Regions from separate parts of the Mus musculus genome. Here all the other regions are linked to region 1. Evidence: chromatin contacts called from public HiChIP or PLAC-seq and promoter capture Hi-C data. All regions are on one chromosome and are shown on one strand. Each heading gives the region's core, a stretch centred on a gene start, on an enhancer-like site or on the middle of the called end of the contact. The rest is flanking DNA. Distances are from core to core; before and after follow the strand shown.

Region 1 (3,322 bases), core at 444-2,943:
TTTTGTAGGTTGCTTTGGCTAGCAGCTAGCTGTAGGCAAGTCTAGAATCTTCCCGAGGGCGAATAACAAAGGAGACCGTAAGTTCTAAACAAGGAATTCCAAGCTTCCACACGCTGCTCCTCAGGGAGATCCGCTGACCTTTTTCTGGGACTGTGGGAACATCCTTGTATCGTCCCAAAATGCACTAGGAGGCAGATCCTGGACGAATGAAACCTTAGAACCTGGGATTTCACCAGCCAATAGGCAGGAATTAGGTGCTTCCAATCTCTGCCTGAGCAAGTACAAGTCTGTCGTTTACTGTCCTGGCCATGGCCTCTATCACCCAATACCCCCACAACTCAGCCTAAATCTAGATGTGAGGTGCTGCTAAATTTAGGGAATCCTAGGCCATATATTGGTGAAATATAAAAAATGATCTTGTGAACCATGCACATAGTTCAGCATTAATGACGTGCTAGCGCAATGCCAGGAGGCAGATCTCTGAGTTCGAGGCCAGCCTGATTTAAAAAGAGAGTACTAGACCAGTCAGGAGTATATAGTGAAACCCTGTCTTAACAACAATAATAAAAATAAATAGTAATTTTAAAACAAACAATAAAAAATTACTTAGGGCACAGTGTGGTGGTGTGCACCAATAATTCCAACACCCAGGGGACAGAGGCAGTCAGATCTCTATGAATGTCTGGCCAGTCAGGGAGATTGTTGTTGTTGTTGTTGCTGTCATCGTCGTCGTCATCATTGTCAATGTCATCGTTGTTGTCGTCATAGTTTAATGTAATTTGGGGATGGAGAGATGGCTCAGCAATTTAGGGCATTCATTGCTCTTGTAGGGAACCTGGATTCAACTCCCAGAGCCTACAAGGTGACTCATAAACACTTTTAACTCTAGTTCCTGGAGGTCAGACACCTGCTCTCCACAGGGACAAGGCACTCACAAGGTACACATACATACATGTAGGCAAAAAATAAGTAAAACTAAAACAAATGTTAAAAAATAAAAAAAATGCATGCTGGAGCGACGACTCAGCAGTTAAGAGCACTGACTGCTCTTCCACAGGTCCTGAGTTCAATTTCCAGCAACCACATGGTGGCTCACGACCATCTGTAATGGGATCTGATGCCCTCTTCTGGTGTGTCTGAAGATAGTCACAGTGTATTCATATACATAAAATAAATAGTTTTTTTTAATGCACTTATAAAACAAACAATAAACGGGGCGGTGGTAGGGCATGCCTTCAATCTCAGCTCTCCAGAGGCAGAGGCGGGTTGCTCTCTGAGTTCAAGCCAACCTGGTCTACATAGCGAATACCATGACAGTCAAGGCTCAAGGCTACGGAGAAACCGGGTCTCAGGAAAAACAAAACAAAACAAAACAAAAACAAAAACAAAAACAACAACAAAAAAAAACAGCAACCCTAAAAACAACCTCTAAAAACCAATTTGAACAAGAGGGTCGCCTCCTCCAGAGGATGCTGTAATTTTATCGAGAGGAACGAGCTGTGGGTGAGAGGTCGCTCATTCTAGCTCAGCCCCACGTCCCAGCTGAGTGCAGACCACTGGTCACAGTGCCAACTCGCCCATTTACAAGGATGCGGGCGCAGCGAGCGGTGCACAGCGGAGAGGGTCCTCCGGGCCAGCAAGCGGCGCTGCGACCCCGCGCGCTCAGAGGAGGAGGCGCTCTGCCGGGCAGGAAGAGTCTCTGCAGGATCTCTGTCCACGCGCCCGCCATGGCGCCCGCTCCGGCCGTGCTGACCCGGCTGCTGTGTGCAGGTGAGCGCGGTGAATCTCGGAGATGGGGGGAACCCGGGGATCCGAGAGGGGAGGACAGGGACGAGGGTTGGACGCGCCCCCACCGGCTCTTTCCCCGCAGGTGTGCGGCGCTGGCCAGGTTTCCTGCAGAAGGCGATCCCGGGCCCTGCGGAGCAGAATGGTAGGAAGGTCACGGGAGCCCCGGTCCCCGCAGTCAGCGAGCCCCAGGATGGCGACGGTAAAGATCAGCGGGTGGAGCTGGGCCGGGGCGCGGAATCGTGGAGAGGTTGTCATTGCAGGGTCCCCAAAGGAACCCAGTACCAATCTAAGTGTGGTGGGAGGGAGATAGAACCCCTGTGGCCTGGTAGCTCTCGAAACCCGTGAAGACTTACTTTTGTATCTGTCCATCTTGCTGGTCTTCTGGAGGGGCGTTTAAGGCACCCGAAGTCAACGAGGCCCCTGGTTCGTTTTCCTCTTACATCTGTGGAGATTAAGGGAAGAGGACTTGGCCAGGTTTTCCCCGCACACAGTCACTTTAGACCTTGACACTAGTCCCTCGGTGTTGCAAAAATGCCCCTGTGTCTTCCAGATCTTTCCTGGCGTTTCCTCACAGCTTTGAGTTTCCCACTCCCAGGAGACTGGTGAGTCTTTGGTTGGTTGGTGATGGGCCACAGTGTCTGCCCTTACTCTCTTTTTCAGATTTCCAGAGCAGGATCCTAGATACGCCATTACAGCATTCGGATTTCTTCAATGTCAAGGAGCTGTTTTCTGTGAAGAGCCTCTTCGAGGCCCGAGTACACCTGGGACATAAAGCTGGTTGCCGCCATAGGTAGTTGGCACAGGCCGTGTGGGCAGAGTGGTGGAGTTGGGTCAGGGTTGGAAGTGGGGGCAGGGTGGGGGTGTCTGCGGCAACACCAAGTGCAGTGCTAGTATTGATGCTGGTTCACAGACAGGGTGAAAACTGAGGGTCATGGCAGGCGGGGGAGCCCGGTGGAGAGGACCTGCTGTATAGAACAGAAGTGGCCCTAGAGAGTTAAACTGGGCAGAGCACCTTGGTTGGGTTCATGTTTATCTGCAGTTGGTTCTCAAATCTCCACAGGGAGAAGGTGGGACAGGTTGAGCCACAAACCTGATTGTCTGTGCGCAAGTCCACACCTGTGTCCCCAGCCCATCACTCCCTAGGCAGGAGTAGTGGGAGTTGGTAAATGTAAGAGCCTGGGTGGCTGGTAGGTAGGTGGCTGTGGAAGGGGCAGGGCAGCTCCACGCACACGGGTCCGTTTACCCTGGGGGTTTTTTGGCAGGTTTATGGAGCCGTACATCTTTGGGAACCGCCTGGGCCAAGATATCATCGATCTGGATCAGACAGCCTTGAATCTCCAACTGGCTTTGAACTTCACCGCGCACGTGGCCTACCGCAAGGGCATCATTCTGTTTGTGAGCCGGAATCGTCAGTTCTCTCACTTAATTGAGACTACAGCCCAGGCCTGTGGGGAGTACGCCCACACCCGCTACTTCAAGGGTGGCTTGCTGACTAACGCACAACTCCTCTTTGGGCCTTCAGTCCGCCTACCAG
Region 2 (3,322 bases), core at 393-2,892, 880 kb after region 1:
CATTCACAGCTGCGACTGAACAATTGTTGGGAATTGGGCTGCCGACTGTAAGTCATCAATAAATTCCTTCACTATCTAGAGACTGTCCATAAGTTCTGTGACTCTAGAGAACCCTGACTAATACACAGCCCCTTGAGGTCCTTTTTATAGGAGAGTGCTCACACAGACGACTGTTAGAAAGATGCAATGAAAGGGAGGAACAAGGGGAGGGATGCTCATCTAGTGAATGTGGTCACGAGTTTAGTGTAGAGGTTGAAAACGTGTTTTGCAGCTTACCTAAAGAACAAGAACTTGGCAGGGCAGTGGTGGCACACGCCTTTAATCCCAGCACTTGGGAGGCAGAGGCAGGTGGATTTCTGAGTTCAAGGCCAGCCTGGTCTACAGAGTGAGTTCCAGGGCAGTCAGGGCTACACAGAGGAACCCTGTCTCGAAAAACCAAACAAAAACAAACCAAACAAAAAGAACAAGAACTTATTCTTTTTTTTTTCTTTTAAGATTTATTTTTATTTTATGTATGTGAGTACACTGTAGCTGACTTCAGATGCACCAGAAGAGGGCATCTGATCCCACTGCAGATGGTTGTGAGCCACCATGTGGTTGCTGGGAATTGAACTTAGGACCTCTGAAAGAGCAGTCAGTGCTCTTAATCGTTGAGCCATCTCTCTAGTCCCAGGAACTTATTCTTAATTACAAATAAAAACCCTAACTTGCAAGGACTTAACATGAGGCAAATAGAACTTATTCTTTAATTACAAACAGAAACTTTAGCCTGCACAGGACAGAGGAACTTATTCTTAACTGTCTTAACTGCAAACAGATCCCCTAAGCTGCAAGGTCTATTTTCCCTGTTTTGATCTTCCATTAACTTGAAAGGTATATTGTCCATTTTGATGTCACAGTATATATCAATTTGTATCATATATAATCACATTTTGCTTATTTGCTTATACGTTGGTAGATATCTGGCTCCTTTCACACTTGACTATAGTGAATGAGGTTGCGGTGGATATGGAAGTACAAACATCTCATTTAGACACTGCTTTCAATTCTTTTGGACACATACCATAATTTCTATTATTATTATTATTGTTAATTTACTTTTTGGACACAGGTCCTCATGTAGCCCAAATGTTTTCTATTTCCTTTTAAGTTTCATAAAGAAAAACGTTTTGAAACTATATAGAATACCTTGCTGTTTCGAAAAAACATCAATTGATTCATACCTTAACCAATTATTTAGGCTGCCAAGTGGCAGTTTTCTTGTATCACTCTGCCTTCATTTATGTGTTGGCATTTTACTACAGGTAAGAGAGTTCTTCCCCTTTATTTATGAATATGGACTCATTCATGTACTCTGGGGACATTTTATTGTTTTGAGAAATTCCTATGTGACTGTTCAAATTTTGGAGATACACAGTGGGCTTCTGCATTTCTTTGTCATTCACTATTAAGCAAAAGGAGAGGACAAAATGACTTCCCTAGATGGAGATCATAACTTGTGGTCAACTCTCTCATTCAGTCAGACTGGCGCTGTTTTTCCAAGTTCGCTAGAGCTTCCTGGATGGGAGCCACGTCGCAAACTACACATCCCAATACCCTCCTAGGACAACGTCATCACGAAGCGCCGCGCGCCGCTCAGGCTGTGGACTCTGGAAAGCCGGCTGTGACAGCTGCAACATGGCGGACGTGCTGAGCGTTGGTGTGAACCTGGAGGCCTTTTCGCAGGCTATTAGCGCCATCCAGGCGCTACGCTCTAGCGTGAGTAGGGTCTTCGACTGCCTTAAGGATGGCATGCGCAACAAAGAGACGCTGGAGGGCCGCGAGAAGGCCTTCATCGCGAACTTCCAGGACAACTTGCATTCCGTCAACCGGGACCTCAAGTAGGTACTGGCTGAAAGGATCGGGGTTGAGGACCCTTCTGGCACCTGTCCCGCCCGGATCCCGCGCCAGTCTGCCCAGTCACGGGCCTCTCTCCTTTATTCACAGTCCGCTGTCACTTTCGCTCATCTCCCGGTCCTAGTCAGCCTCTCAGGGACTCCTTGTCTCCCGTCCCGTTACCTAGTATTCATTCTGTTGGCCATTTCGTCCTGGTTGTCATCTGTGGTCCTCGGTTCCCGCTGTAGTGGTCCTATCTGATGAGGAAACCTCTTCTCAGGAACTTCCACCTCGTCGATCTTATCAGACCTTTTCCTTGGGCTCCATCACATCGGGCCAGTCTCCCCATCAACACTGTCCCAGGCCCAATTACGTACCTCTCGATCCGATGAGCTCCAGTTCCCATCCTCAGAGCCTAGAATTCATCAGTTCCACCTCACCTCATTCTCAGACTACCTCCGTTACCTTTGCCTCTTTCCATTTCCCCTCCGAAGCCACCTGCTCCTCACTGCCAGTCACCATCATTCCTTTTGTTTAGCTCTTTTCTCGAGAGATACAGTCTTACATCTATTAGGATGTTTAAGAGGAAGAATTTATTTAGGTTCAGTTTCAGAGGACTCAGTTCACTACAACGGGAAAGGAATGTTTGAGCAGGTTAACCCCTAATAATTGGGGATTACATATTTCCCTCACGGGACTCCTTTTACATCATTAGTGTATTAAGAGTTTGCTGAGAAGACATTACTCAGATGCCATGCATAGAAGGCACTTTGGATTTTGAGACAGGGATTCTCAGGGTAACAGTCTTGGTTGTCCTGGAATTCAATTTGTAGACCAGGATGGCCTCAAACTCACAAGAGATCCTCCTGCCTCTGCCTCTCTGGATTAATCTGCTGGGATTAAAGGTGTGTGCCACCACACACAGTTTAGTAGGCATGTCTTCTGTGCCTGAACTTGTGTTTTCTTCCTGTCTTAGAAATTAGAATGGAAGGACTTGAGGTCTCCCCCCCCCCCCCAGACAGGGTTTCTCTGTATAGCCCTGGCTGTCCTGGAACTCACTCTGTAGACCAGGCTGGCCTCAAACTCAGAAATCTGCCTGCCTCTGCCTCCGGAGTGCTGGGATTAAAGGCGTGCACCACCACGCCCGGCTTGGATTTGAGCTTTTTACTTCTGAAATTGAGCATTTGGTGATCTGGTCAGGTTGGGTTTCCTCTCTTCCACCTCATGTTCCTCTATAGTGCCTGGTTCCAGCTCCGTGCCTTCTGTGTGTCAGGCAGGCAAACCCCCAGGACTCCCTCCACCCATCAACTAGTCAAGTAGGATGGAGGAGGAAGTAGTGAAGTGTTGTGTGCCTTTCCTCCCCGTATTCCACTCCCTCCTTAAACTACACACATACCTGTTCTGTCAGCTTGACAATGGCATGCCCTACCCCCACTCCATTGACTCC
Region 3 (3,322 bases), core at 494-2,993, 790 kb before region 1:
TCTGGCCTTGCTGTTGACACAGGGAGTTAGTTCTACCCCCTCACAGCCTGCCATAAGAGTCTCAAAATGGCCCTGTCAAGGAAGGAATCTGGGGGTTTTCTCCCTGGCCAGTGGGTCCAATGGAGCTGTGCTACCTGATGCAGGCACTACCAGAAGCACCCCAAGTTGTGTGCCACACTAAGGGAACTCCCAGGTGATGACCTGGGAAAGGAGGCCTGGTTTGTAGTGCAACCCAAGGCATTAGCAACCCCATTTTGTTTCCCAGCCCACATAGGAGGACCAGACATGGCCTTTCTCTAAGACAGGTCTATAGCTTTTCTGGTAGGCTGCTAAAAGACATCTTTAAGATAGAGTCCCACAACTATTGCTTTTTTTGTTGTTTTTGTTTTTTGTTTTTTTTCTGAGACAGGGTTTCTCTGTATAGCCCTGGCTGTCCTGGAACTCACTTTGTAGACCAGCTGACCTCAAACTCAGAAATCCGCCTGCCTCTGCCTCCCGAGTGCTGATATTAAAGGCGTGTGCCACCAAGTTCGGCCAACTATTGCTTTTTACAGAGAAAAAGTGCAGTCCTGGAGGACGGTGGTAGTGGGCCCACGCAGAGCTTTCTTTTTTGTCTTGAGGGGAGGTGTTCTCTTTGGGCAGCACCTACTCTGTGCAGCCTGTGGACTTTGGTAAACCCCTCTGCCAGGGCCTCCACGCTGGATTTTGGTCTGGCAGGCACCAGCTGGGAGTGGAGGGAGGCGGGACTGCCGGTTGCCTGGCTTGGCGCAGGGGGAACTCTGCGCTTAGGGAGGCTGGCTTGGCTCCGCTCAGGTAGCTCACACCCAAATCCGAATTCCAGCTGCCCAAGTCGGCGGGCGGGTTGCGGAGGAGGCCCAGGCTCTCCCTGGGTAGGAGTGCTTCCTTTCGTTTTTAAACAAACAAATCATGAATTTAAGTCAGGGCAGAGAGCTAACCAAGGTATAAAAATAGCCTGGGGCCACGGGTGATGTCCGAAGCCGGCAGTAGCGCCCTTCAAGCCCCGCGCCTCTGAGGAGGGTGAGAGCCGTCGTGTTAACGTGGGTACCCCGAGCAGCACCCCAGCCCCCCTCTGCCTGTCTGGCCTGCGGTCAGACACCAGGGTCCTTTTTGGGCCTCTCGCGTGTTAGGTGAAGGGGACTGGGACGTCCAAAGGGCAGCATCTCCCTGCCCAGCTGCTTGCCTCTGGCTCACGGCCCTTCACCGGCCTCAGTTTCCCCATGTGTCCACCGGGATGCGCAGGGCCTCGGCTCTTCTGCAGGGAGCCTTGCAGGACCAGGGTCCTCGCGCGGCCACGGCCGGCCTCTTTGTGTGTCCGCGCAGACAATGGCCCGGCCGCGGGGCTCTCCTCCCGGCCCGGCTCTCCTCCTCCTCCTCCACCACCACCGCGGGCCGCCGGGTTTTTGGGCAGCCGGGAAGGGAAGGCTGCTTTACCCCACCGCCCCGCCCTCCTCCCACGCCGCCGCCCCACGGCTCCTGGGAACCCTTGGCAGATGCAAACTTGCAAGTTTGCAGGGCGCTCACAACTCGGGGCCGGGCTGCGAGCGCGGGGTGGCCGTGGTGGTGGCGGCGGCGGCGGCAGCGGCGGGCGGGGCGCGCACCGGTTGCGGGCGGGGCGAGTGGCGGCGACGGCGCTGCGCCGAGTCCGCGCCCGTCGCGGGCCCCCCGCCGCTCCCCCCCCACCCCCCCGCCCCGCTGCAGGCCGGGCCGGAGCGGGTCGCGGGCGCGCGGCGGAGGCGCGGGCGGCGGGTGCGCGCGCGGGGCGCGCGCAGGCACAAGTAGTTTACATTGTTGGGCGACTTTTGCAACAACTCGCCGCGCCGCGGCCTCCGCGCGCCGCCGCCGCCGCTGCCGCCGCCGGCTCCCCGCCGCCCGGGCCCCGGGCGGGCCGCGCCGGGGGCCGCCGCGCTGCCGCCCTGCTGCTCCGCCGCCGGCTGGGCATGAGTTAGTCGCAGACATGGACACCAAACATTTCCTGCCGCTCGGTGAGTGCTGGCCGCGGCGGCGCGGGCGAGGGAGGGGGCCGGGGCTGGCGGGGCGGGGGCGCGTGCGCAGCGCGCGCTGGGGGTCCGGCCGGGCCCATTGGCCCCGAGCCGTGGCGGTACCGAGAGTTAGCGCGCCGGGCCCGGGGAGGCGAGTGGGCACAGGGCAACTTTTCCCGGGCCCAGGCGCGCGGCGGGAGAGGGCGAGGACGCCGGGCCTCTGACTTGCCGAGGAGCGGGAGTGGGCGGCGGGCTGGCGCGAGCGCAGGTTCGCTCGGGACGTGGAGAGGGACCCTCACGCTGCGCCTCGCGCTTCCGCGGACCCCCGGGGCGCCCAGCTCTAGCTATCCGGGAACCGAGCCACGCCGGAGGAGCAACTTCTGAGCTCGCTGGAGGGCTCCGGGCCTCCCTGGCATTGGGATGGGGACGACGCGCTGGGCTCCGGGAGGCCACTGCTCTTCCCGGCTCGTCGGGCTGTGGCTTGGAGAAGGCCGCTGGCCCCTGGCTGTCTCTTTGCCCAGGATAGAGTCTGCGATCTTGCCGTTCCCCGACAGCAGACCAAACCTAGGTGGGCACGGTCACTCTGGGTCTCTGATTAAACCCAGGACTGGGGCCCCACACTCTGGCACCCCTAGTTTTCAGTATTTAGGGGAGACAACCCATCGGCAGAAGGATCATTTTCTTGTCCTGCAACCCTCCCGCCAGCAGCACCCAGCCCCAAACAGCCTGCCAACTCCCGGAGTAGAACCAAGCAGGGTCAGAGCCCCCCACTCATTACTCTCCCTGGGGTTTGGGAGCCAGAGGGAAGCAGGGTAGGGAGACTTATAAATGAGCTCCGGGAAAGATATTAATTTGGTGGTGAGGACAGCAGCCAGGCTGTCAGGCTGGTGAAGAATTTGTGCTGATTGGAAATCAGGACAGCAGATTATGGACGAAGCTCCACGATGATCATTGCCTCTTTGCCTCCCACCCCCTATGAGGTTTGGGATGCATTTTGGCTACCCTGAGGGGTGATCAGAACCCAGCATGGTTGCCAGGACTTTTGGTGATTTGGGGAGGTGGTACCTCCTTAACCTCCAGCCTTCTCACAAACAGGTCTGCTGCAAAGTGACTGGGGTTGTGTTACAAGTGTGTCACAGCTTCAGACTCTCCATCCTTATGAGTAGTGATAGAGACAGTGGGAGCACACCTGAGCTTGGGGGTCTAGCTCCCCGGCTATAAACTCCTGTCCCTGTTGCAGTTGAGAAACTGACTGGGGAAGGCTTCACTTCGAGGCTACAAATGGTGGATTTGGCATTGTAACCCCCTGCCAAAGTCAGCCG
Region 4 (3,322 bases), core at 430-2,929, 750 kb before region 1:
ATGCACACACCTCTCCCACACAGCTTGACATTCTCACAGTAAGGCTGCCAGAGGCTCCTCCAAGTCCTCCATCAGCCCTCACAGCAGCCCCTTCCCCACACTGGCGTTAGGATTCTTCTTTGCAGTGGGTTTTTAGTCCCGTTGAGACTGGGAGGGAAGCTGCCGAAGTTCAAGATGTAACTTCATTCTTGTTTTCTTTCTTGTATGAATGGGTCCAGTTATAGGTCCTTGCAGCGCGGTTGGCAGTGGGCTGCCAGAACCAATGCCATGATGACTGCTCTCTGAATACATGATTCTGGGTTATGGTTGCTGCAGTGTGTTTGCTGGAGTTCCCTGGAGGTGACAGGTCACACCCTTGGGCAGGATATTCCTGTGTCCACTGATGAAGTCCTCTACAGTGGGTGCCACCAGATCTAGAACTAGGATCAGGATCTCAGCTGCTGAAACTGAACAGCAAGTCTTTGTGACCTGGGCAACACACTGTTGGATTTTAGAGAGTGAGGGGACTTCAGAACTCCATCCACGTCTGACTCTCCACCTTTGCCCTCTATGTTGCCCTTGGTTGGACTGTCCTGCCCTCCCAGATGGAGCAAGGCAGAGGCTATCAGTAAAGTATCAGGGTGTTTCACAGATGTGTTGAACTTTGTCAGATTCTCCAGTGAAGAGCCTTCCTGTACGGGAGAAGGGTCTGGTGCTGATTTGAGTTGAGTTGGAGGTGGCACTGGCCACCCAGGCTGGCGGAAGCCCTGGCGTGCAGCTTGGCATTGGTGCAGGCTAGGCCTATGTAAGCTGCTACCCTCGGGAGAGGTGGCTGCACGGGCCAGGGCGGGGCTGAGGGCGGGGAGCAGGCTTTCAATGACTTTGATGGGATTAGAAGCAAACCCAGCAGGAATCCTGGTTCAGGGCCAGGCCGGGGAGGAGAGCTGGTGAGGCCCTTTCAGGAGCGCCTGGCCATCCAACGGAGTACTGAGGACTTGTCATCTCAGGGATAGTGGTGCATGCTTTCCAATGAACCCAGCATCTGGAAGCCCAGACAGCTGTGGTGTGTTATGTGCAGGGCCCTACTCCTGGATTCTCCACTTACACTTCCTGTGTTCAGAAGTGGAACAGGGAGAAGTGGCCTAGGCCTGTGGCCCCGTGGGTTTTAGGGACATGAATGTTTGCCACCTTAGTAAGAGCTAAACTCCAGTGTGCCCAGAAAACAGGCCTTGGCCCCCATTTCCAAATTCCTGTGGGTCACAAGAACCACGGCAATAGCCCTTACCATTAAGTTGGTCTTCAGATGGTAGGTCACCAAGCTCAGTGGACCTGGCCACAGAGAGGGGGCGTTGGCTCTATGCAACATTTGATAAGTAGGAGTCCACAAGCCACAGGCTCCAAGATGCCATCTTACACCCTGCCTCCAGAGTCCTCCCAGCCTGGCTGTGGCCTTTTGCTTAGAGGGATCCTGGCTGTGATTTTGTTGTTTCCTCAAGTCAGATTATCCTGCTCTCTGCCCACGTCCTGGCCAGAGAGAGGCCCTGCTTTATGTCCAGGTGAGGACAGAGTCTCTCATTTGTCCTCATGTGTCTTTTCTGCATCTGTCCACTGGCTAGCAGATGCAACTCAGCCAGGTCACCTGCCTGCTGGCTTAGTTCTGTGACTTCCATCCAGATCCCTCAGCCCAGCCTGAGGGCCCTTCCACCTTGGCCACACCTCTGCACAGCAGGACTGATGTCATGTTGTCCCCTGTTGGGCCTGCTTGTCTTTGCTTGGTTGTGTCCCATCTCACTTCTTCCCTTTGATTTCTCCTTCAGATTGCACCCTATGCTCCTTCATAGGATTGGATGAGAGTAGCCCCCACACCTCAGGAGTCTGTTCCATGTCCTGGATATTCCCAGGGTTGCAGAATCCTGAGCCCACCTTAATTGTACCTATAACTCTGGGCAAAAGTCTAGTCATCTTAGCATGATGTTGGAAGATAAATGGGACTGTGAGCAGTGACCAGTGTGAGAGGAAGCAGGCTGCTCAGTGGGTTCTCAGGCCAGGGCTGAGGTACTTTGAGGTACTGTGAGAGGGTGTGCTTCACTCTGCCATCTGTGGGGTCTATGACTGGGCCCTGGGATGGGAGCAGCCCCCACCGGTCTGAGCCAGTGTCTGGTTCTGGGTTACAGATGCTACTTGTACAGCTAGGGTTCACTGTGTCCCTAGCCTCCCTTATTCCTGGGAGACATACAGGACATCTTGGTTTCTCAGTCTCAGTGGAAGGACACCAGGCCCTGGCTGGTCAAAAGTGGAACTCTTGCTGGGCCTTCCCTCCCTGTGGCCTATGCTAGACTGCACGCCAGCCTTGCCCTACTGTGGGAAGCAATATGAGCTTCCTCAGTCTCAAAACTTGCTGGACTCTCACAGCGGGAGGGCCGGCATCTCCCTTGATCTAGGTTGGAGGTTCCCTAGGCCTACAGGCATGCAGAGCAGACTCCATCACCTCAGGGCCATGTCCTCTGGGCACTGGAAGGTCTGTGGTTCTCATAGGCTGTTCAGCTTCAGAGTCAGGACTACGGCTCTCTTGGTCTGTCCATGGGCATGTAGTGTCGTGCTGTGCGTAGTTGTCTGTTGTGTTTTCCCCCTTGCCCCCAGCCTACCTGAAAATGACCTTCAGGAATCCTTTTCTGAAGCCTCTGTCTGTCTGTGTGACTGGATGGCCGGGTGGAGTTCAGGGCATCCTGGTTCCCATCTCCTGTCTTGCCTCTCAGTGGACCAAGCTTGGCTTTGGCACTGCTGCTGCCTACCGGCAGCAAGCCCGGGCAGGTGAGTGTTCCATGGATACCTGTGGTGTGGGCCAGAGGCGGTGTGCTGGCCCTGTGAGTCACTTGGATCCTGAAGTGGGGGTGGCAGGGTTGGCTGCAGCTGAGAGGCTCAGGCTGACAGGCCAAGGCTTGCCTGTAGCTACTTGATGGAGCCAGGTAGGAGCCTGCTTGAGATGTGGTTGGACAGGGCTGTGTGGTCACAGGAAGTAAGGAGTCTCCTTTGGGGCAGTGTTCATGAGACCAGACCTTAGTGGCTACTGATAAATGGGCCCAGTTTGCCAAATGGTCTTCAATCTCGAGGCTAGCTGGGTCTTCCAAGAGGATCAGGAAGGACTTCTTGGAGAAGGTACCCTTGATGGGAAAACCCAGAGAGATTGACCATGTGGGATCAACCAGGCAGGACCAGATGGGCCCTGATGGCTGATGGTCATGTGGCCTTCTGTATGTGGGGCCCACAAGGACATTGACTTTAGGTAGGCACTGTTCAGGGAGAGGTAAGTCTACCGGGGAGCCAGGCAAAGTGTCTGATGTCA
Region 5 (3,322 bases), core at 599-3,098, 730 kb before region 1:
CTGCTTTTTCTAGGTCGATTCCATATAAGCCCCTTTGCCCTAGTGTGTGTGTGTGTGTGTGTATGTGTGTGTGTGTTTGCAAGCTAACCCAAGCATCTGAACACATAGAAGGGCTAGGGTGTTATTTATGAGCAATCTGTTACACTGTCCCCTGCTCCCCACCTTGCTTTTCAGAAGCAGACAGAAGGCCTGAGGTGCTGCTGGCATGACTGCCTGTGTGCAGGCATGAAGCAGGCCTGATCATGCAGCCACCTCCCCTGGCATGGCCATGCTCTTTTTTATCATAGCTTCTCTGTACCCTTGCTAGCTCTGGAAGCCATGAGTAGTGAGGGTAAATGAAGAGCTGATCTCCATAGTTCCCTGGCTTCAGTGTTGACCCCTCTTGGCTCTCGGCTCCATGAGGTTCCTTGCTATGTCAGGCCACAGCCACCCGGTGCCCAAGCCATTGATGTGGCTCATGTGTTTTGGGGGCTCTACTAAGACAGGGCCCAGTGGGATGCTCCCCACTACTTCCCAGACCCCACTGTCTGTCTGTCCATGCTGGCTTCCCTGGGTAATTTACAACTGGGAAGCATTTCTGACTGCCCAGATGTAGAGAGCAAGGCATCAAGGCCTCTGATTGTCCTGATTTACGGGGAGGATCTCGCACTGTGGGAACTGCAGTGACTTTGTAAGCGTGTGTTTCATGATGGCTATAGCCAGGCAGATGGGGAACGGGGCTGTGGGGAGCGTGCAGTGCATGAGAGCAGGTCTGCTCTGGATAGCTCATCTGAGTGGGCTTGGGAGGACAGGGTGAGGTAGGAGTGGAAGACAGGGTGCCTGAGAGATAGGTGGGGACCCAGGTGCAGTAGTGATGGGGTGGAACTGAAATAAATGCTAAGGATATGAAAGGGGAAATGGGATGGCCCCCACCCAGGGAGTCTTCGGGCTCCAGCGAGGGCTGCCCAGTCCTGGGTCTCCTGAAAGATGGGTCAGAAGTACCCAGGACGATGGGGCTGTGGTTCGTGGGGGATGCTGAGGAAGGAAAGAATAGAAACTGTCCTGGTCCGTCAGCTCAAATCTGGGAAGGGCAAAGAAATCGTCTTCCAAGTCACGGGTTCCCACGTTGCCTACTGTGGAGCTCTCGGGGCCAGGGTGGGGGTGGGGGCCGGCTCGGTGCTACAGATCAACCTCTGCTCTGCCCTGACATCAGGTTTCACGGGCCCCAAGCTGTTTATTCTGCCCAGAGCCAAGACCTCCAGAAACCTGCAGGGTTAGGCTTCCCATACAGTGAGTGGAGTGGAGGGATGTACAGTCTTGCCAGCAAAAGCCGGCTGTCTCCCTGCCGCCCGTCTCCCTGCCGCCCCAGGATTCCTACATAGGGCCTTCAGCCAGTGAACACCACAGGGACTGCTGCTCTCTTCTGCAGTGAGATGGCCTGCCTGCCGCTAAGACCTTCCACGTCCTGACAACCCCCTCTGACACACTCAGAGTTGGTTCTCTGTGTGGATCTCCAGGCTCCCCAGCAGCCCCCCTAAAGCTAACCGGGATGAGGTATCCTTGCTGAACCTCACAGTCTGTGTCACAGTGCCGGCCAGCTAGGGCTGCAGAATCTGCTCTTTTCCTGCCCCGTGAGAAAGGGGTGGGGGATGGGGCAGGAGGCCCTGAGGAAGGCGGGGAGGTTCCCCTTGCAGGGGGGCAGCAGGGGCTATACAAGGCCAGTGCGGACTGTACAGCTGGCTTTCTGCCGTTGTCAGGGGTTTTCAGAAGTGGGGGGACTACCCAGCCGGGCTCTGACGCCCTGGCAGATAGGCAGGCTGAGGGAAGCGCCTCTGGGCCCTGTGCTTACTGCAGAGCTAGGCTGGAGGCTGCGGAACCAAAACTGCTGTGTCATTGCGACGCTGCAGCTGTTGCCTGGGTGACAGGGTGAGTTTCCCACGCTTGCCCCTGGCGGCCAGCGGGCAGGGAGAGGCGAGGGGTGTGCTGAGGCCAAGATAGCCACATGGGCCCTATGGCTTGATGTCTGGGGTGTCCACTTGCTTTCCTCTCCTGTTCTGCCCCCAGATACCACTGTCATGCAGGGTGGTGGGGATATGTGTGACTCTGGAGGAGTCCAGCCTGATTGCAGCCCTGAACCTGGGCCTCTTGTCCTCACCCGGGTGGTGGGGGAGTGCCGAGTGCCCGGGCTCTCATGTGTCCAGGGCCCATGGCACATTGTTAAATGGCAGCTGTAGCTCCTTGGTGGGTGGTGGGGAGTAAGTGAGCCTCTTGTATGGTGCCGAGAGTGCTGGGATCACTGAGATGTAAGGACTTTGGTACCCTGCAGTGGCCTGGCTCTCATGAGGGGGTACTCTGAGGATGGTCCTGTTAGCTTGTAGCTGTTCTGGCCTGAGTGAGGCTCTGTAGAGGGGAGTTTTTCCTTGTAGGAGACCCCGCTCTCATTAGTGCCCATCCCCAGCCTGCCAGGGCTAACCTACCCCACTCCTCCTCTTGCAGCTCAATTCACCCATGAACCCTGTGAGCAGCACTGAGGATATCAAGCCGCCACTAGGCCTCAATGGCGTCCTCAAGGTTCCTGCCCATCCCTCAGGAAATATGGCCTCCTTCACCAAGCACATCTGTGCTATCTGTGGGGACCGCTCCTCAGGTAGGAATGCCTGGTGGGCAGGGGCACAATACCTGGGCACAGCTCACTGAGTCTCCCTAGCTTTTTCCATTGGGTTGGGTACAGAGAAGCAAGAGCCCAGGGTAGCCCCTTGTGCCTGATAGAATAAGGGGTGGGTTGGGAGCTCCAGGGGTCTCATTTTGTCCTCAAGTGAGGTGGACATTAGGATGGGAAGGGTGGTCTAGAGGTATGCCAAGAGAAGATGTAGGCATGGATGGCTGAGGTGCAGTGTCTGCTGGCCTCCACTCTGGGCCAAGCCTGAGCCGAGAATAGTGCCCATCCTCTTCCAGGGCACAATAGCTCAGGCACAGAGAGCACAAGACCACCATTGTTGGGGATGCTGTGCTCAGGGCTGCTGACCCATAGCGCCAATCTGTAGTAGCGGTGGACCTGTTCTCTGATGAACAGGGAGGATCAGAGTCCAGCCTGAGCCCAGACAAGGACTCTAAAACCTGGATACAGAGCCCTGGTCTGCAGCATGACACGTGGGTGAGAGAGGGCCTTGTCATTAAGTTCACCCATCCTCTACCCCCACCCTGCAGGCAAACACTATGGGGTATACAGTTGTGAGGGCTGCAAGGGCTTCTTCAAGAGGACAGTACGCAAAGACCTGACCTACACCTGCCGAGACAACAAGGACTGCCTGATCGACAAGAGACAGCGGAACCGGTGTCAGTA
Region 6 (3,322 bases), core at 408-2,907, 550 kb before region 1:
TAGCACTGCGAGAGTTGGCCTATGCATGCACTAGATTCCCTTGAGATAGTTGCCCTCTGACTTCATCTTCTGTGTATGTAGCCCACAGAACAGCTTTTTCCTAGACGAAGCCACAGGATGGTGCGACACTGGTCCAGCTTGGCCATGTGTCAGGGGCTTCACATCCTGTGGGTAGCACTTTGAAATTTATTCTCTGCTGGACATCCAAGAGCCTCCTATTTGATGTAACTCAAACTGAACATACATAAACAGGAAAACAAGCAGTCTGGGGCGGGCATGTGTGGACTCAAAGGCCTCTAGATGTAAGGAAAGGGGGCTTTGTCAGGGGGGCATGTTTTGTGTTTGGGGATGTTCTAGCTTCATTTCTGTCTCTGGACAAAAATACCCCAACGAAAAGAAACTTAGAGACGAAAGCAGTTTGTTTCAGCTTAGAATTCCAGGTTACAGCTCATTGTTGTGGGGAAGTCAAGGCAGGGACTTCAAACATCTGGTTACATCACATCCAGAGTCAAGAGCAGAGGGAAATGAATGGAACACACACTCACCTGCTTGCTTGTGTTCAGCTTGATCGCCTCACTGTTATTCTTCACAACCCCATGCCTAGGGAATGGTGCCACCTGTAGTGGGCTGTGTCTTCCCATATTAGCTAGTTAAAGACCTACCCCTCATAGACATGCCCACGGGCCAACTCAGTATAAACAGTTCCTCACTGAATCGCTCTTACAAGGTCAAGTTGGCACAGCTAACCAATGCAGGGGCAACTGTTGAGCTCTTGAGGAAGCGCCTGCACTTCAGGGGTCAGAGGGTCAAGCTTCTGCTGTCCTCTGAGTGGCTCCCAGAGGATGGGGTGTCAGAAGCTTTCCTAAAGGGACGTCCTGCAAGCATTCTCCTGACCTGGGTATTCAGGCCTAAATCTTTTGATACCAGACAGAAATCGGATATTTGCTCTAAGCTGTTGTGGGAACATGGGGGACGAAATGACATCAAAGACAGTGCAGAGACTAGAGGTTGCTTGGCAGTTTCTTAAGCTGTCAATCACTCCAATGTTGGAAACAGCCCCGTAGAGATTGCTGGAGCTATTGAGGCTTCCTGGCTGCGTCTAGGTGACAGACCTATCTCCAGTGTTGCTGAGAAGAAGTGGAGATTGTGTGACTCAGGCAAGTGAGGATGTGGAGTAAGAAGTCCCTGCAGTTTGTAAAACAAGGAAGTTTGGGGGCTTTCAGAGGGTGTAGGTGAGGCCAGGCTCTAACCTGGGCAACTAGTTGGAGATAGAGCCACTTCTAAGACGTGTCCCTCCTGAGCAAGCCCTCAGTCTCTTCTGAACACCAGATGTTTGCTGGTTTCAGTTGTCTAAGATTCACCTTCTCTTTGGGGGTGCCCCTCAGTTGTGTCCATCTTGGGGCTGACATAGCTTCTCTGTCTTTGCAGCTCAGCCAGCAGATCTTCTGGAGATGCTAGATTTTCACAATTTGCCCTCAGGGGTAACGAAAACCACAGGTTTCTGTGCTACTCGAAGATCTTCCAGCGAGCCGGATGTTGCCTACCGAGTCTCTAAAGATGCACAGCTCAGCATGCCCACCAAGCAGCTGTACCCTGGTAAGAGGTGCCTCATTCCTGTTCTGGGTGGCAGAGTGCTGGGGACTTCAGGCTTCTGGCCAGGGCCAAAGAGGAAGCCGGAGTGGGTGGTTGTGCCAGAGCCGTGGGTGTGCTTTGTGTGAGTCTTCCTCATTATAGTGAAACCAACACCCACTCACCACTTGTGTGTGCGCAAGGCCTTGTCTGTGCTAAATGGGATACAAGTAGGCATGTTTACATTAATGACAGACCACCATGAGAAAGGACAGAAAGGAGGTGAGATGAAGTGAGATCTTAGGTCATGGAGAAGAAAGGCTTATACTGGGGAACATAATCCTAACTGGGGCCAGTGACATTAAGAGACACAAGTCCAGAACCCTGGCTGGCAGCGAGCTTGAGAGATTCTTAATGAGCGTCTGCTGCCAGGTGCCAGACATCTACTTTTAATTATGTATCCAGAGGGAGCCACCATGTTGGACAGAGGCGTGCATCTAAGTGATTCACCCACAAGGGGAGTTAGCTCCTCTCTACCACATCTACTGGTACTAAGTGCCCTGGGTTTATTCAGTGTGGGCAGGTGATAGATTCTTCTTCCCCTGCCTCAGGAGGGCCTGCCAGCTTAGCCTGAGGTGCCCTGACTCTGTTGACCTGAGTAAGAGGTAGGTCAGCCAGACACTCCTCTTTTGCGATTAGAAGTCTGCATTCAATCTTTTATGGTCTGGATATGACCGCAGCATTGAACCAGAATTGGGCAGTTTTAGCAACCTGTGCTGTCCCTCATGTCCCCACTGTGTCCCTGGATGATGCTTTTGCCTCCCCCCCCCCCCCCCGGTGTTGGCACTTCTGGTCTTCTGTCAGGGTTTGTCCTCCACTCAGCATTGCTCTGGAGTCATTGTGACTTTACAGCTGAGGAAGAAGCTGGGTGCTTTGGTCCAAGGTATCATTTTGGATGGATGGATCTCGTGCGCAATGCACCTTCCTTGCAGCCACAGGGGAAGCAGCCTGGGGTCTCCAAGGAGCACACCTTTAGTGCAGAATCACCCTGGCTCACAGATGCCCCTCTAATTCTTCTGTAAAGATAAATGTCCCACCACGACCCTTTCTAAACGGGAACCTCACCCTTCCTTGTGAGGGGCTGCAGGGATGGATTCTATGCCTTATTTTTGGAGAAAACATTTTTGCAGAGGGGGGGGGGAGGTCATCTTGAGAACACTCAGTCTCATCTGTTTTCAGAGAGTTGTAATTTTTCTGTCTTGTGGCCCAAGAGTTAGAATTCCCAAATTGGAGCCATGGAGACCTGGGCCCAGGCTGGAAGGGTCTGCTAGTCAGGAACAGAGGGCTGGAGGTGATGATGATGAAGCTGAAATGGGGATGGCTGCAGAAAAGAAAGGCTCCCAGCCCAAGGAGCTATACAGAGCTCACTGATGCTTGTATTCTTACCATTGTCACCCAAGACAAGGGGGCTAGCCGAGCAGGTAGCTAGAATCCCCATCTGTCACTCTCTTCTCCCTGGGTGGCTTATGGTAAGAATTCTCACAGGATCAGGTAGCTGAGCCCAGGAAATGGAGTGGATTCCCAAGTAACATGATAGGGGATATTTTTTTGGTAGTTGACTAGTTTGTTGATATTTTGTTTTTGAGACGGAATCTCATGTAGGTTGAGGCTGGCCTTGAACTTGCCAAGCAGCTACGGAGACCTTGAACTCCCAGTCTTCCTGCTGCCACCTCCCAAGCAGTGGGATTACAGG

What was found. Promoter capture Hi-C pulls out the DNA fragments that hold promoters and counts their contacts. HiChIP or PLAC-seq counts read pairs in DNA pulled down with a chosen protein or histone mark.
Region 2: a promoter capture Hi-C map of liver shows a contact between it and region 1. The contact joins the promoter of Med27 here to the promoter of Mrps2 in region 1. A contact is called at or near these places in 5 of 39 promoter capture datasets (the HPC-7 cell line, hematopoietic stem and progenitor cells, liver and 1 more).
Region 3: a contact with region 1 is called in a promoter capture Hi-C map of hippocampal neurons, with 4 times the contacts expected there. The contact joins the promoter of Rxra here to the promoter of Mrps2 in region 1. A contact is called at or near these places in 11 of 39 promoter capture datasets (the C10 cell line, the HPC-7 cell line, cranial neural crest and 7 more), 1 of 484 Hi-C or Micro-C datasets (cortical neurons) and 4 of 115 datasets of contacts at active chromatin or transcription factors (bone marrow-derived macrophages, embryonic stem cells, epiblast stem cells and 1 more).
Region 4: a promoter capture Hi-C map of trophoblast stem cells shows a contact between it and region 1, with 5 times the contacts expected there. The contact joins the enhancer-like site here to the promoter of Mrps2 in region 1. A contact is called at or near these places in 4 of 39 promoter capture datasets (the 3T3-L1 cell line, embryonic stem cells, hippocampal neurons and 1 more) and 1 of 115 datasets of contacts at active chromatin or transcription factors (bone marrow-derived macrophages).
Region 5: a contact with region 1 is called in an H3K27ac HiChIP or PLAC-seq map of epiblast stem cells, with 4 times the contacts expected there. The contact joins the enhancer-like site here to the promoter of Mrps2 in region 1. A contact is called at or near these places in 5 of 39 promoter capture datasets (the C10 cell line, the HPC-7 cell line, HPC-7-derived erythroid cells and 2 more) and 13 of 115 datasets of contacts at active chromatin or transcription factors (the 230-238 cell line, T-cell acute lymphoblastic leukemia, astrocytes and 7 more).
Region 6: a contact with region 1 is called in a promoter capture Hi-C map of hematopoietic stem and progenitor cells, with 4 times the contacts expected there. The contact joins the enhancer-like site here to the promoter of Mrps2 in region 1. A contact is called at or near these places in 15 of 39 promoter capture datasets (3T3-L1-derived adipocytes, the C10 cell line, the HPC-7 cell line and 11 more), 1 of 15 datasets of contacts at CTCF or cohesin (stem cell-derived epiblast-like cells), 11 of 115 datasets of contacts at active chromatin or transcription factors (astrocytes, bone marrow-derived macrophages, embryonic forebrain and 7 more) and 1 of 9 other capture datasets (embryonic stem cells).

What each region holds. Positions count from the first base shown.
Region 1 is chr2:28,466,373-28,469,694 of GRCm38.p6, forward strand. It overlaps Mrps2 (mitochondrial ribosomal protein S2), which reads left to right and starts at 1,694. Exons shown (of 4, transcript NM_080452.3): 1 at 1,694-1,770; 2 at 1,871-1,987; 3 at 2,449-2,578; 4 at 3,051-3,322. The coding sequence starts at 1,728.
Region 2 is chr2:29,345,168-29,348,489 of GRCm38.p6, forward strand. Med27 (mediator complex subunit 27) reads left to right here and starts at 1,643. Exons shown (of 8, transcript NM_026896.5): 1 at 1,643-1,880. The coding sequence starts at 1,678.
Region 3 is chr2:27,675,458-27,678,779 of GRCm38.p6, forward strand. It overlaps Rxra (retinoid X receptor alpha), which reads left to right and starts at 1,744. Exons shown (of 10, transcript NM_011305.3): 1 at 1,744-2,003. The coding sequence starts at 1,976.
Region 4 is chr2:27,718,947-27,722,268 of GRCm38.p6, forward strand. All of the region lies in intron 1 of Rxra (retinoid X receptor alpha), which reads left to right. Among named protein-coding and RNA genes, the nearest start is that of Rxra, 43 kb to the left of the region's middle. Within about 2 kb of position 1,680, at least 28 of the 459 cell types and tissues checked have an H3K27ac peak or open chromatin away from gene starts, as enhancers often do. A contact at or near this core is called in trophoblast stem cells, where this site is marked.
Region 5 is chr2:27,738,578-27,741,899 of GRCm38.p6, forward strand. It overlaps Rxra (retinoid X receptor alpha), which reads left to right. Exons shown (of 10, transcript NM_011305.3): 3 at 2,476-2,626; 4 at 3,187-3,322. Among named protein-coding and RNA genes, the nearest start is that of Rxra, 63 kb to the left of the region's middle. Within about 2 kb of position 1,849, at least 214 of the 459 cell types and tissues checked have an H3K27ac peak or open chromatin away from gene starts, as enhancers often do. A contact at or near this core is called in the HPC-7 cell line, astrocytes, bone marrow-derived macrophages and 5 more, where this site is marked.
Region 6 is chr2:27,920,589-27,923,910 of GRCm38.p6, forward strand. It overlaps Col5a1 (collagen, type V, alpha 1), which reads left to right. Exons shown (of 66, transcript NM_015734.2): 2 at 1,429-1,596. Among named protein-coding and RNA genes, the nearest start is that of Col5a1, 36 kb to the left of the region's middle. Within about 2 kb of position 1,658, at least 12 of the 459 cell types and tissues checked have an H3K27ac peak or open chromatin away from gene starts, as enhancers often do. A contact at or near this core is called in hematopoietic stem and progenitor cells, where this site is marked.